2 separate regions of the Sus scrofa genome follow, and region 2 is linked to region 1. Evidence: chromatin contacts called from public HiChIP or PLAC-seq data. All regions are on one chromosome and are shown on one strand. The core of a region is the stretch at or near the end of the contact, and the rest is flanking DNA. Distances in the headings are between cores, read along the strand shown. Region 1 holds the start of XPNPEP1 (xaa-Pro aminopeptidase 1). Region 2 holds the start of SMC3 (structural maintenance of chromosomes protein 3).

The links. HiChIP or PLAC-seq counts read pairs in DNA pulled down with a chosen protein or histone mark.
Region 2: an H3K27ac HiChIP or PLAC-seq map of skeletal muscle shows a contact between it and region 1, with 2.8 times the contacts expected there. The contact joins the promoter of SMC3 here to the promoter of XPNPEP1 in region 1. A contact is called at or near these places in 1 of 47 Hi-C or Micro-C datasets (heart right ventricle) and 1 of 2 datasets of contacts at active chromatin or transcription factors (skeletal muscle).

The regions. Positions count from the first base shown.
Region 1 is chr14:120,364,013-120,370,927 of Sscrofa11.1, reverse strand. It overlaps XPNPEP1 (xaa-Pro aminopeptidase 1), which reads left to right and starts at 2,933. Exons shown (of 21, transcript XM_003133180.6): 1 at 2,933-3,267. The coding sequence starts at 3,236.
Region 2 is chr14:120,965,915-120,972,968 of Sscrofa11.1, reverse strand. It overlaps SMC3 (structural maintenance of chromosomes protein 3), which reads right to left and starts at 3,340. Exons shown (of 29, transcript XM_005671452.3): 1 at 3,179-3,340; 2 at 1,798-1,873. The coding sequence starts at 3,193.

The DNA of each region.
Region 1 (6,915 bases), core at 1,684-4,183:
AATGTCCATTGACATATGGATGGATTAAAAAATGTGGTACATATACATAATGGAATACTACTCAGCCATAAAAAGAACAAAATAATGCTATTTGCAGCAACATGGATGCAAATAGAGATTCTCATGCTAAGTGAATTAAGACAGAAAGAGAAAGACAAATACTATATGATATCATTTATATGTGGGTTCTAAAATGTGGCATAGGAGTTCCAGTTGTGGAGCAGCAGAAACGAACTCAACTAGTATCCCTAGTATCCATGAGAGTGTGGGTTCTATCTCCAGCCTTACTTGGTATTGCCATGAGCTGTGATGTAGGCTGACAGTTGGAGCTCTGATTCTACCCCCTAGCCTGGGAACATCCATATGCCACATGTAAGGCCCTAAAAAAGCAGAAATCAATCAATCAATCAATAAAGGTAAAAGCCATTTGCACTGTGTCTTTAAAAAAATAAAAATAAAATGTGGCACAAATCAACCTATCTACAGAACAGAAACAGACTCATAGACATGGAGAAAAGACTTGTGGTTGCCAAAGGGGAGGCGGAAGGAGTGGGATGGACTGGGAGAGTTTGGAGTTAGTAGATGCAAACTATTACATTTAGGATGGATAAGCAACTAGATCCTGCTGTGTAGCACAGAAAACTGTATCCAGTCTCCTGTGATAGAACATGATGGAAGATAATATGTGAAAAGAATGTATATATATGACTGAGTCACTTTGCGGTACAGCAGAAATTGACACAACATTGTAAAGCAACCATAATTTAAAAAATTAAAAACCCCAACCAGTCTGAATTTGAATGATAAATTATTGAATCCAGTTGCCTCCTTCCTTCCACTGTGTGGACCAGAAGGTTGGATGAGTGACCTCTAGGGTTCTTTCCTCATAACTTAGTGATTAAGTGTTTGGGAGCTAGGAATCCACCTGATGCTTGAATGTATACTACATTCCAACCACTATCTTTTGGACTTTGGGCAAGTGACAATCTGCAAATCTGTCTCCTCAACCAGTAAAATGAGGATTGCAGTCCTTTACTCATTAGGATGTTGTGGGCTAGGCACATAGCTCTCAGTAAATGTTAGTGTGACTGTTCCGCCTTTTCAAACATGTAGGACTGGGGAGCCAGGAGAAGAGCCTGAAAGAAACCGAGCGTTTTCACCCTCTGGTGATAATTCAGCTCAACAATTTCTCCCCGTGGTTTTCCTGAGAGAAATTCAAGAAGGGGAGGGTGATTTGCTATCCTGCAAATAGAAATTCAAATCCGGTTCAGGGAACACAAAGTATTTCTCTCTCTCCGCTAAAGCCAGATGTGATCAATCCTGAGCAGACTCCTCCTAGGCGATGTGATTACGAAATACCTGTTCCTTCTAGGTCCCACTTATCTGTCTCTCTGACATCTTTTTTTTCTCTCATAACTTGATCTTTCCCACCATTTTTCAGATGTGGGCTGGAACCAGTCATTTTATTTACAATCTTTTTTTTTTTTTTTTTCTGACTCCATAAAGTCGGGGAAATAGAACAGACATCTGCTACTTTCCAAGGTGCCACATCTTTTAGTTCTTTCATACTTTTTCTACAGGCCCAATTTAGTTTGTCTAAATGCTTATTGAATAACAACTAGAACTCCAAGCTCTTGCAGGAAGCAGAACCTACTTGATACAGGTGTATAAGGCCTTCCCCAAGGTCAAAGCAAGACGAGTAGATGGCTTTAAAAAGATGGTCACTGTCATTTAGCAAATATATCTGAAGCGCTGACTCAGTGCCAGATGCTGCTCTAAGCACCAGGGTCATAAAAATGAACAAGAGAGCCAGCGTTCCTACCCTTAAGTACTGCACATTCTGAGAACATTCACTCATGCAAAAAAATATGTAATGAGCACTTACTACAGGTCAGGTTTTGCTCATCATTAAAAAACACAGTTTATATTACTATACTATACTAATGACAATGGCACATGTGCACGTGTGTGTGTGTGTGTAAGGTGGGGGGCAGAATACAACACACATAAATACATTCTTTATCATGTTAAAAGGTAATAAGTGCTATTGAAAAAAACAGCAGTGTAAGAGGATTAGCCACCTTGGGGGCTGTTTACAGATTTAAATAGGGTGATCAGGGTGGGTCCATTGAAAAGGTAATACTTGAGCAAAGATTTGAAGGCAAAGTGAGGAAAAGGTAAGGAAGGGAGCTTGGGTATTTGGGGAAGAACAAGTCCAAAGGCCCTGGGGCATAAGGATGCCTGGCTTTATCAAGGATAGCAAGGAGATCAGGTTCATTGCGACAGAGTGAACAGTGTGGAAACAGAAGGAAATGGTTAGGGGCAAAGCAAGCAGAGCTTTTAGCCTGAGTGAAATGAGGAACCATCAGAAAGTGCTAAGTAGATCAGGGGCATGATTTCAGACTTCAAAGAATTGACCTGGCTGCTGTGTTTAGGCTAGACCTTGTGGGTGCCCAAGGCATTAGGGAAGTCAGTGGAATCAATCACAAGGGCAAGGCAGTAGCGATGCAGACCTAGAGGTGGGACAAGGGGGACAGGTAGTGAGAAGTGGTTAGATCAGTCTTGAAGACGCGGCCAAAACGATTTTCTAAGACAGGATGTGGAGTGTGAAAGAGGAGGCAGGGATGACTCCAAGATCTAGTCGCTGATTGCTTGGTAGAGCAAGGTTTTGCTTTGTTTTGGTGCGTTGGTTGTGGGGGGTGGGGGTGGGCACCAGCGCCATTCATACATGTCAAGTTTGAGGTGCCTATTAGCTATCCAAGTGTTGTGAGCAGCTGGATTTTGCCTGTATGAGTGATTTAGGAGAAATGCTAACGCCTCAGGAAGTGAGACCGCGCTGAGGTACTACTTCCATAACTGATCACGTCCTCCTCCTAAAGGCTGGAAAATCCCTGAAGGGAATTTCATCGCGCCTTAATCCCTTCAGCAGACAGAGCCCTTCTTTTACCTCTTTGGGGAATGGCGAGAAAAATGAACAGCAATAACCCGACGCTGCACGGCTTCCATCCCCTAACTCGCCGAAGGGAAAGAAGCCATGCGGGTTGCGGTGGGAATGCAGATACGTCCCCAGCGGCGGGCGGGGCCTGAAGGTGGGCGGGGCCGCGGCGCCGGCGCACGCCACAGAGGGGGGCGTGGCCGGCTCGGCGCGCGCGCCCCCCTCCTTTCCTTCCGCAGGCCCACCGGTGATCAGCTGGTCTGCGCTCCTCTGACGTGAGCCTGGGCACGTCACCGCCGAATGGCAGCCTCCAGAAAGGCACCGCGAGTAAGGTGAGGGGAATGTGCCGGGGAGCCGGCGTCCGGGCATCGCGCGGCCCCCGGGGCCCGGGCGCGCCTGTTGCACTCCGCAGGGCAGGGACAAGCGGGTGAGGCGCTGCAGGCAGCCCACTGCAGTCGGGCGCCGGCCAGGGATGGCCGGAGCCCCTCGAGCCAAGGCAAGGGGAGGGAGCCTTGCAGCCGGGCAAGTTCCGGTTCGTTTCCGGTGGGGCCTCTGGCAGCCCTGGGCAGCCCGAACCGCGTCCTCGCACGAGAGTGTGTGCGGAGGTGCAGCGCTCGGCCGGAGGGAGCTGTGGCCATCGCCGCCCCTTCCTCGGCTAGGCTAGAAGGCCCCGCTATAGGAGGAAATTGACCCCTTCTGGCTTCTCCCGGGGCCGGGGAGGTGGGCGAGCCCTCGACCTCGCCCTCGCCCCTCTATCCTGAGAATCTAATCTTCAAAGTACAACCGTGACAATGTGACACCTGCAGTTCGACTTGCTGATCTGTCACCACTACAAGGATAGGCCACCACGGGCCCTTCCCTACCCAAGTGGTTTCAGAGGTCGTGTAAGGGAATACTTTGATATCATCCTACCAGTAACCTGCCCTGGGTACTCCCTGGATGCAGGGAGGTGAGAAGGATAATCCGCTGGTCTCACATTGAATAGGTTTCAGCCTAGTCTTCCCCTACAATCAAGGTGTACTTATCAGAGCAGCTAACAAACTGAGAGATATGTTGAGAATTCCCAATGGCCAGAAACCAAATTCCCTGGCAATCTACATGGGGTCAGCCATCCTCTGACCAGTTGAAACTTGGCAGCATGGCCCGGCTCACTTGCTGAACACAGGCCGTGGCTTGTGCTTGTGTTTGTGAGCTGACAGATCTCAGGCCAAACTTGACCTGGCCTTGGCTTCCGCAGAGCGTGTTAGGGATGAGTAGAGAACCTGCCCAGCCCTGTGGAAGGGTGTTTGAGGTGCGGCTAACCTGCATGGGAATAGGGCTGCTGGAAATGGGGTACCACAAGTGGATAATGAGTTAGGGCCTAGGCTGAGAAGTAGCCTTTGAGGACCTAGTTGGTCTTTGATGGGCTCACGGAATCCCAACATTTTAGGGGCACAAGGGTCTTTCAGCATTTGCTGATAGAGTCTCCTTACCTCACACAAGAGGCCACTGAAAGGCTGAGAGATGGGAGGCTATTTGCCCCAGGTACCTCCCCTCCTGGCAGAATTTGAGTGCCATTCAATGTAAATATGACTCAGTTTAGGTGATGGAATCTGACCTTAGATGGACTTAGGTAAGGGGTTGAGCCGGCTTCTAGTGCAGGGGCATCTAGGAAACCAGCACTGGCATCAGACTTGGCTTCTCTCTGGTACCTCTTGGCTCTGATTTCTTCACTGTTGGCTTCATTCTCAGGCAGATTTTCTCCTTTAACAGATCTAGTCTGACAGTCCCAGCAAAAACAGGGCCCTTTTACCTAATGGTTGGAGCAGAAATTCCAGATGTGATCCTCACTGGACTGCTTTGTTCCTTATGTCCATCCCTGAACCGGTAATTGTGGTTGGAGGGATGGCTTGAGCAGGCCTGGGATCCAGAACTTGATGTGTGAGTGTGCGAGGTTCATTTCAACTAACTCTGTGGACTAAAAATGGAGAAGAGACACTCTCAGAAGGAAAAACCAAGGTGCTCTGATCAAAAGGAGGAGGGTTGGATTCTGGGTAGGCAAAATAACATTGCCTCCTTTTTCACCCTAGAACTTCCTCCATTCTGCCCTTGCCTCACCTCACAGGGCTCGATTGAGCATCTTGGTCCTTGTTTTGCTCCATCCTGAGGGATATACATGTATGATTCTCATCATGGGCTGGGGGAAGGCAGAGGGTAACAACCCTGCTGGGATTTCTTTAAAAAGAGGGAGAGAAATGTGCTATAGCCATCTTATAAAAAGAAATTCTCAGCAAGTTCCCGTTGTGACAGAGTGGAAGTGAATCTTACTGGTGTCCATGGGGATGCTGGTTCGACCCTGTACTTGCTCAGTAGGTTAAGGATCTGGCATTGCCATGAGCTGTGGTGTAGGTTGCAGACGTGGCTCCTATCGCATGTTACTGTGGCTGTGGTGTAGGCTGGCAGCAGTAGCTCCGATTTGACTCCTAGCCTGGGAACTTCCATGTGCCACGGTTGTGACCCTAAAAAGCAAGCAAGCAAGCAAAAAAAAAAAAAGTTCTCTGCATGCTTCTTTCCTCTTATCTTTCTTTGTCTTTTTTCTTTTTTTTTTTTTGTCTTTTTGTTTTTTTGCCATTTCTTGGGCCACTCCTGCGGCATATGGAGGTTCCCAGGCTAGGGGTCAAATCGGAGCTGTAGCCACCGGCCTACGCCAGAGCCACAGCAATGCAGGATCCGAGCTGCATCTGCGACCTACACCACAGCTCACAGCAACACTGGATCCTTAACCCACTGAGCAAGCCAGGGATCGAACCCTCAACCTCATGGTTCCCAGTCGGATTTGTTAACCACTGAGCTACAACAGGACCTTAACCCACTGATCAAGGCCAGGGATTGAACCCGCAACCTCATGGTTCCTAGTTGGATTTGTTAACCACTGAGTCACGACGGGAACTCCCCTCTTACCTTTCTCATAGCACATCATGATGTTGAGAAGGTGTAGGCTGAAGAAGGCCTGGGAAAGAGAACACTGAGCTGAAAGTTGGGACCCCTGGACCCTAGTTCTAAACTAACTCTCACCACATAGCTTTGAGGCCTTGAACAAATAGTTTCTTTCTAGAGGAGGGAGGTGAATTGGATGGTTCCTGAGGTACATTCTCGTCCTAACATTCAATAATAGCCTTGCTTTGTTGGAGAGCCTGAGAATGTGTCTGTTCAAGTAAATGAAAGGTGGATGGATCTTGGACTCTGCAGTGACCAGGGTATGGCAGGAGCATGACAGTTTTAATATTTAGCTGCTTTGTGGCTCCTTTGATCCTTACAGAAAGGTAGAGATCCTTACGGAGACATCTTGAACTCAAGTTCTCTGTAAGCATTACCTGTCAGACCTGATTTTTGGTCTTGGCTTTGGAGCTCCTGATGTGTATGGCCCGTGGCAAGTTACCTTTGTTTCTTCTCTTGTAAAGTGAGTGAATAAGGCTACTTCTGAATAACCTCCCTCCAGCTCTCTTGTCTTGTGTGTCAGCCAGTCACTGGCACCAGTTAAATTGGAATATATAGAGAAATTGACTTTCTTGGCTCACCATTTGTAAATGTGCATATGAAATCAAGGGAAATCAGTTGAGAATGTGACATATCTCTGTCCAAGAAAAAGCTTTCTTACTTTGTAAAATATTATAACAGCTTTATTGAAATATAATTCATGTACCACACAATTCACTTATTAAAAAGTACAATTCAGTGGTTTTGAGAATATTCCCAGAGTTGTGCAGCCATTACCGTGATCAATTTTAGAACATTTTAATTCTTCTCAAAAGAAAATCCTCTCATATTTTCAGTCATTCCTCATTTCCCCACCTCTACTTCAGCTCTAGGCAACCACTAATCTACTTTCTATCTCTATGGATTGGTCTATTTTGGACACTGCCTGTGGCATCATACAATACACGTCTTTTTAGACTGGCTTTTTTAACTTAGCATAAAATGTCTTCTAGGTTTATTATGTT
Region 2 (7,054 bases), core at 2,091-4,590, 600 kb before region 1:
CAAATCCCTGGGTTCCACACTGGGAGATTTAACCAATCACAGACTGAAAATATTGGGGAGGGGGGCAACTTTCCAGAAAGTTCCAAGAAACAAAACTAGAATTTGCCACAAGCTTGTGGCAACTGATTTACACAGTATTTACACTGCATTAATAACTACTTACAGGAGTTCCCATTGTGGTGCAGTGGAAACAAATCCAACTAGGAACCATGAGGTTGTGGGTTCGATCTGTGGCCTCGCTCAGTGGGTTAAGGATCTGGTGTTGACATGAGCTATGGTGTAGGTCAAAGACGGGGCTCAGATCTGGCATTGCTGTGGCTCTGGTGCACGCTGGAGGTTACAGATCTGATTGGACCCCTAACCTGGGAACCTCCATATGTCACCAGTGCAGCCCTAAAAAGACAAAAAAAAAAAACAAACAAAAAAACCCACCACTTACATTTACATTGTATCATAAGCAACCCAGAGTACATGCAAAGAGACTTAAGATTTTTTAAAAAGTTTTATACAAGGGATTCAGCATCCCAATACCAAGGGACAACTGTATACATTTAAGGAAATAAGTCTAGTAATTACTCATTTTTCTCCAAATCTAAAGATTTTCTGATTGATGATAATTAGAAGGCACTTTTAGTCAAAATGTAAAACTCTAATACAATCATGCCACCCTTATGGGACACCAATTTATGAATGATTCTTCAGTAGGTAAGACAGGGAGAAAAGCATATTTTCTTTATTTCCAAATACAAGGTTGCAACTGACACATCCAGAGCAGGTTTCTTCTCTGCCGTCAATTTTAAACTTTTATTATTTATTTACTTAATTCAAAATAAAGTATGATTCTCAAAGTTTTTCTGAGAACATCAGCATTAACTGTTCACCCTTTATTGATTTCTATACCAATCTCATCTCACCCCATGCTATGGACTGAATTGTGTCGCCCCCTCAAATTCATATGTTGCATCCCTAACTCCCTATGTGAAGCTTTTTGGAGATGGGGGCCTTTGGGAGGTAAATGTGAGGTTAAGAGGATGGGGCCTTTTTGGGGGGATGAGAGGGAGAGGCTCAAAGAAGGTCCTATTAGCGTGAGGGGTAGGGCCTCCAGAAAAGTAAAAAAATTAATCCCTGTGGTTTAAGCCACCTAGTCTCTGATATTTTGTTATGGTAAACTAAGCAGACAAATATACCAACATACTCTTTAAGGAGGACACTGCATAGCATAAGTCTTTGTCAACAGCACATTCTATGCTTTTCTGGGGCCTACAAGCACTCATTTCAAAACATTTTTGCTGTCTGTATCAGCCAAATGGAACATTATCATCCAAAGAATTTATGGATTAGATATTACGTTGCAAGGCAATCATGATTAACTTATCCTCACACAACTGCTTTCTCATTTAATTTTCCCAACAGCCCTACAAAATGTGTATCATTATCTCCACTGTACAAATGAGAAAACTGAAGCACCTCAGGGAGTGAAGTTTGAGGAATACATGGCAGCATTGGGATTTGAATCCCATTCTGTTATGATCCAAAGTTTATGATCTTCCCACACAAATACACAACATGACTACCGAATAAAAATGAGCAATTTATGATTGCCTTATCCAATATTTTAAATGTATAAAGAAAGCAACTTCATCAGTGCAAATCAAAGACAGAAAAGTAATTTCACAGAGAAAAAATACATATAAGTGTACATAATATTCAAAGACAGGTCGTCTGTAGCCTAATAGAGACAGAATTTAAATGTCTGTATAGATTGAAATCTGATCGAGTAAAACCATGAACACTTACCAATAACATTATGTTTTGAACTGAAGGGGTCTACAATTGTTTGATCTCTGTAACTTCGAAATCCCTGGATAATAACCTGATAAATAAAAAAGGGATTTATCAAAACACACCCCAAAAGGAATAACTTCTATTTATTTATTTATTTATTTATTGTCTTTTTGCCATTCCTAGGGCTGCTCCCGTGGCATATGGAGGTTCCCAGGCTAGGTAGGGGTTGAATCGGAGCTGTAGCTGCCGGCCCAAGCCAGAGCCACAGCAACGCAGGATCCGTGCCGCGTCTGCAACCTACACCACAGCTCACAGCTCACGGCGACGCCAGATTCTTAAGCCACTAAGCAAGGCCAGGGATCGAACCGCAACCTCATGGTTCCTAGTCGGATTAGTTAACCACTGAGTCACCACGGGAACTCCAGGAATAATCTCTAAACTAACACCTTTTTGCACACCTTTCCGTCCTGGTTTCTCATTTAATGCAAGATAATAAAGTTTCCATTTCAGAGAAGAAAAACTCATTTTGGAAAAACGGTGATTTAAAAAAAAAATCAGTAACCACTGCCAATGTTGCTTTTTTAGGAGCGATAATTAATAACCTGTTAGGAAATTCTCAAAATCAAGCCCAAGGTCCGTAGGAACACTAAGCATTACAAGGCTGTAGTAAAAGCACATCAAACTTGCAGACCGGCCCCAGCTTTTCTGGGCGTCCCTGCCAGCCACACTCCGGCCCAGCCAGAATGAGCATCCCTTTCGTGGAACCGCTGCTCTGAGGCCAACACATCCGACAAGAGAAACTTCTCGCAGAGCGTGAATGGGTCCATCTTTGCGGTGGACTCCAGCGCGGGAAGACCATTTTGACAGAAGTAAACAACGGAATGAGGAGGCACTACGCACCGTGCAGGAAGGAGGAGCCTTCTCACTCCTTGGCTAAGTCGGGGAGGAGCAAACCCCCAGTTAGGCTGACACCCCCAGAGGCGCCCCCGGACTGGGGAGACCCCACCACCACCACCACCACCACACACTAAACGCCCTCGCGGAGCTGCCCAGGGCAGCAGGACGAAGCCTCTTCCCGTCCCGGGCCTCTCCCGCCCCGGCCCACCCGGGAAGACCTAGTGCCTCCAACAAGACAGCCCCGCCAGCCCCTCCACCCCTCTCCCCGAGCCCGCCCCCCTCAGGCGAGCGCCCTGCAGGGCCGCCGGGGCTGCAGGGAGGAGCCCCACTTCTCCGCGGCCCTGCGCTAGTGGGTCGGCCCTCTCCCCTCCCCCACACTCCCTGTCCAGCCCCGCGTCCACCCTGCGGGGAGATGTGAAAGGCCGCGACATCCTCGCCTCAAAGAGCGGTCCTCACGAGCCCGTGGCAGGGGAAAGGAGGGACACATAGACCTCACCTGCTTTATGTACATGGTTCCGGGCGCTCCTAGCCGGGGAGACGGCCTCCGCCGCAAAAAGCAACAGCGAGGGCGCGGGGTCTGGTGAGGAGCCTAGGAGACCCCTCCCCCCAGAGCGCCGCTCGCTCCCCTCCAGCCAAACAAAATGGCGGCGCCCGCGGAGGCGGAGTCCGCGCCTCGGACGGAACCACCCTCGCGACCCCCACGGAGCGTAGGGGGAATCAGGGTTAGGTCCGTTCTTTCTTTTTGGCAAAAGGAACCTTCTACGATGTCTTCAGGTGTATTTCACTTGATCCCTCAATTTTTAGCTGAACTTTTCTGGAGAAATTGTCGGAAGTTTCATTCAGAAAAGCCTCGATCGTGTGGTTGGCCCGTATTTCCTCCGAGCTCAGAGATAATGGTTGCGGCCAGAAGGGGGGAAAGGTTCGGCGCCAAAGCCGAGAGCTAGAGGCGGAGGGCCAGTAGCGGTGCGGGGCGGAGGTCACGTGGTCTCCGACTGTATAAAAATGGGACGACACCACTCCCGTCCCCCCCCAACCAACGCCGCGCGCGGGTCGTGCCATTCCCCCAAACCTGCTGAATGCAGGATCGGGGGCGGGACGGTGTTCGGCGAGCTGAATTCCGGCTGTTCCATTATTCTCTCTTACTCGGGGACTTTTATAAATTTAGAACGGCTCTCAATGGCTCTAGACTGTCCACTCGCAGGACAGCCCCATGTAAACTTGGCGCTGGAAAATTAGTTGTAATAATGTCATGGTTAATACCTCCGGAGCTGTTACTGCTTTATTTGCTATAAATCTAGGCAGATTGGACAACTGCAGCAACAAGATTTAGATAAGATTAAAAGTTCCCCCCAACCCCGCTTTTTTTTTTTAACAGTCTGAAAGCTAAGAGGCGCCAGTGGCAACCGTTGGTGTAGCTGATGTATATCAATCCTAGGGAAAAAACCATTTGATTAGAAATTGGGCCACTGTGAAGTTACTTGCCAACCAAGTTGGTCCCTCCTCACCACCCCTCCCACTGCCCTTGGGCAGTTCCAGCCCTATTTACTGGATTAGCATCTCTATACTGTTGATTTCTAACTCTGGGATCATAGACACATTGATATTGAAGTTTTAAGTCTTCTTTACTAACCTATAAAATGAGGATAAAACCATTTTCATGTTTAGAATTGCAGAAACAATGCATAAGGCTATTCTATTTACCTAAATTATAGAGGTATATAGATGAAAGCATGGTGACCAAACATTTATGATGTTCTTTACAGTGATGAGAGTTTTACTTATTTAGACATACTAAATGAATCTTATCCAATTGGTTTATATAACTTATACAGGCAGAAAAAAATAAAGATTAGTGGAAAACTAATATATAAAAATAAAATATAAAAGGTGATTTGAGAATTAACATTCTTGTATTATTTATTCTGTCTCTACTACAATATAAATCCAAGAGAGAAAGGGTTTATCTCGTTTCTGCTGTTTCTTTAGTAACTCATTCCTAGAAAGTACTCAGTAATTATTTAATGAAAAGTTTCAGGAGTTCTCTTACAGCACAGCAGGTTAAGGATCAGGTATTGTCACTGCAGCTGCTTGAGTTCCTTTTGTGGCATGGGGGTACAATCAAGTTCAGGAAAGCAAAGTATTTATCTCAGTGCCTTGGCTCCTTTATGCCCAGGGATATTTAGGGTCTTCAGGAACCCATCCCACCCACTTCCTATCACCATGGCAGCATCCTTCTCTTGTGGGAAGCATTTAACAGAATAGGTGGATGTCCTTTCACAGGGAGAAATAGTTCCTCCAAGTGATGCACTATCTGGGGGCAAAGGGACATTCCCAAATGAAACTGACACCATAAACCAGAAAACTACACAATGCCTACTTGCTCATAGTCAAACAAATGAGTACTGTAGTTTTTTGGGTTTTTTTTTTGTTGTTTTTTTTTTGTTTTTTAATCTCAGAACATCTCATTAACACATAGCATCACCTCCTTCAATATTTTTACTTTTTTCCCTCCACCCCGCCTTGGATTGATTCAACATGCTCCTCAATACACATTTGGGGGTGGGGAGGGGAAAGGTACTAACCGTAAAGTCTCTTTAAAAATGTGTGAACATAGGTTTGGCACTTGCCATCAGCCTTTACATGAGGCACTGCAGCTGCCGACCCACAGCAACCCCTGAGTGGAGACCAGGAGTGAGGCACTGAGCTCTGGGAAAACCCGAAGAAAAGGTCTTTGATAATCAGATATTTTTAGAAGATTTTAGAGCCTAATTCTTGCATGTCCTAATATCTAGAAAACACTAAAATCCTTCCATGATGACTGATGTCTGTGACTAGTGGTCACCTTCACGAGACCAGCAGCAAACTTCTGCGCCTCCCCCTTTCACCGTTATGACTTTATATAGTGATAGTCCCCCTTTCCTCGTCCAGATGGCTCTGAAATATTGCCTCCTAGGCTGTAGTTAGTGGACAAAAGATGTCATGGTCGTCTGTGAGAACAGTCACTCCCAAGGGTGGGCCAGTGAGCCCTGAGGGAACTCGGGAAAGAAACAAAGAAGACTGGCCTGTAGCTGAGGTGCATATCAAAGGAGTGATTCCAGCAAGCCCAGACCTTTATATCTTCCCATGGAAACTGGTTTTCTGTAAATCTTTTTCTGTAAATCTGGTTACCCGTAAATCTTTTGTTCCTACTACCTTCCCTTTATTGTGAAAACTCATATATCCTAGCTTACTCCCTAGCCTCCATGGATTGGTTTCTCAGTGGTACCTGAGATGCTGTCTCCCCAGCTTAAGTCCCAATTGTACCCCAAATAAAGCTTAACTTTCAACTTTCATGTTGTGCATTTTTTTAAGTTAACAAGTGGAATCTCTTTATTTATTTACGTATTTAATTTTTTTGCTTTTTTCAGGGCCACACCCGTGGCATATGGAAGTTCCCAGGCTAGGGGTTGAATCGGAGCTGCAGCTGCTGGCCTACACCACAGCCACACCAATGCAGATCCAAGTTGTGTCTGTGACCTACACCACAGCTCACGGCAATGCTGGATCCTTAACCCACTGAGTGAGACCAGGGACCAAACCTGTGTCCTCATGGATACACGTTGGGTTCGTTACCCCTGAGCCACAATGGGAACTCTTGGAATCTCTTTTCTTTTTTTTGTCTTTTTGCCTTTTCTTGAGCCGCTCCTGTGGCATATGGAGGTTCCCGGGCTAGGGGTCTAATCAGAGCTGTAGCCACTGGCCTACGCCAGAGCCACAGCAACTCGGGATCCGAGCCGAGTCTGCAACCTATGCCACAGCTCATGGCAATGCCAGATCCTTAACCCACTGAGCAAGGCCAGAGATCAAACCCGCAACCTCATGGTTCTTAGTTGGATTTGTTAACCACCGAGCCACGATGGGAACTCCCTCCTGGAATCTCTTTAATCTTTAAACATACACATATAATAAGCATAATTGCTTATATTTGTATGGCTAGCTCTTCACCAGCTTCAAGGTGCTACGAGTATGATCTCCCTTGAACTTTCCTCATTATGATGAAGTTGTGAGGAGCAAGGGTGCTTATTCCACCCTGGACTGGAAACTCAGAGGTCTTATGTTGACCTCATCCTACAAATTCCATAACCTGGGGACACATCATTTTATTACGTGAACTTTGTTTTCCTGCAATTAAAGTGGGAGCACTTTCTGCCCTATCAGGCAGCAGAGACCAGGACTGCTTCAACAGAGTCATGTGTGAGTAGGCTGTGTTGGACTTCAGGAGTCCCTTGTTGTATCCCAGCTCTTCCAGTTGCTAATGAGACATGGGAAAGATTAACCTCTTGGAGCCCCTGTTTCCTCATCCATAAATTGGGGGTAATATTGTTACCTACTA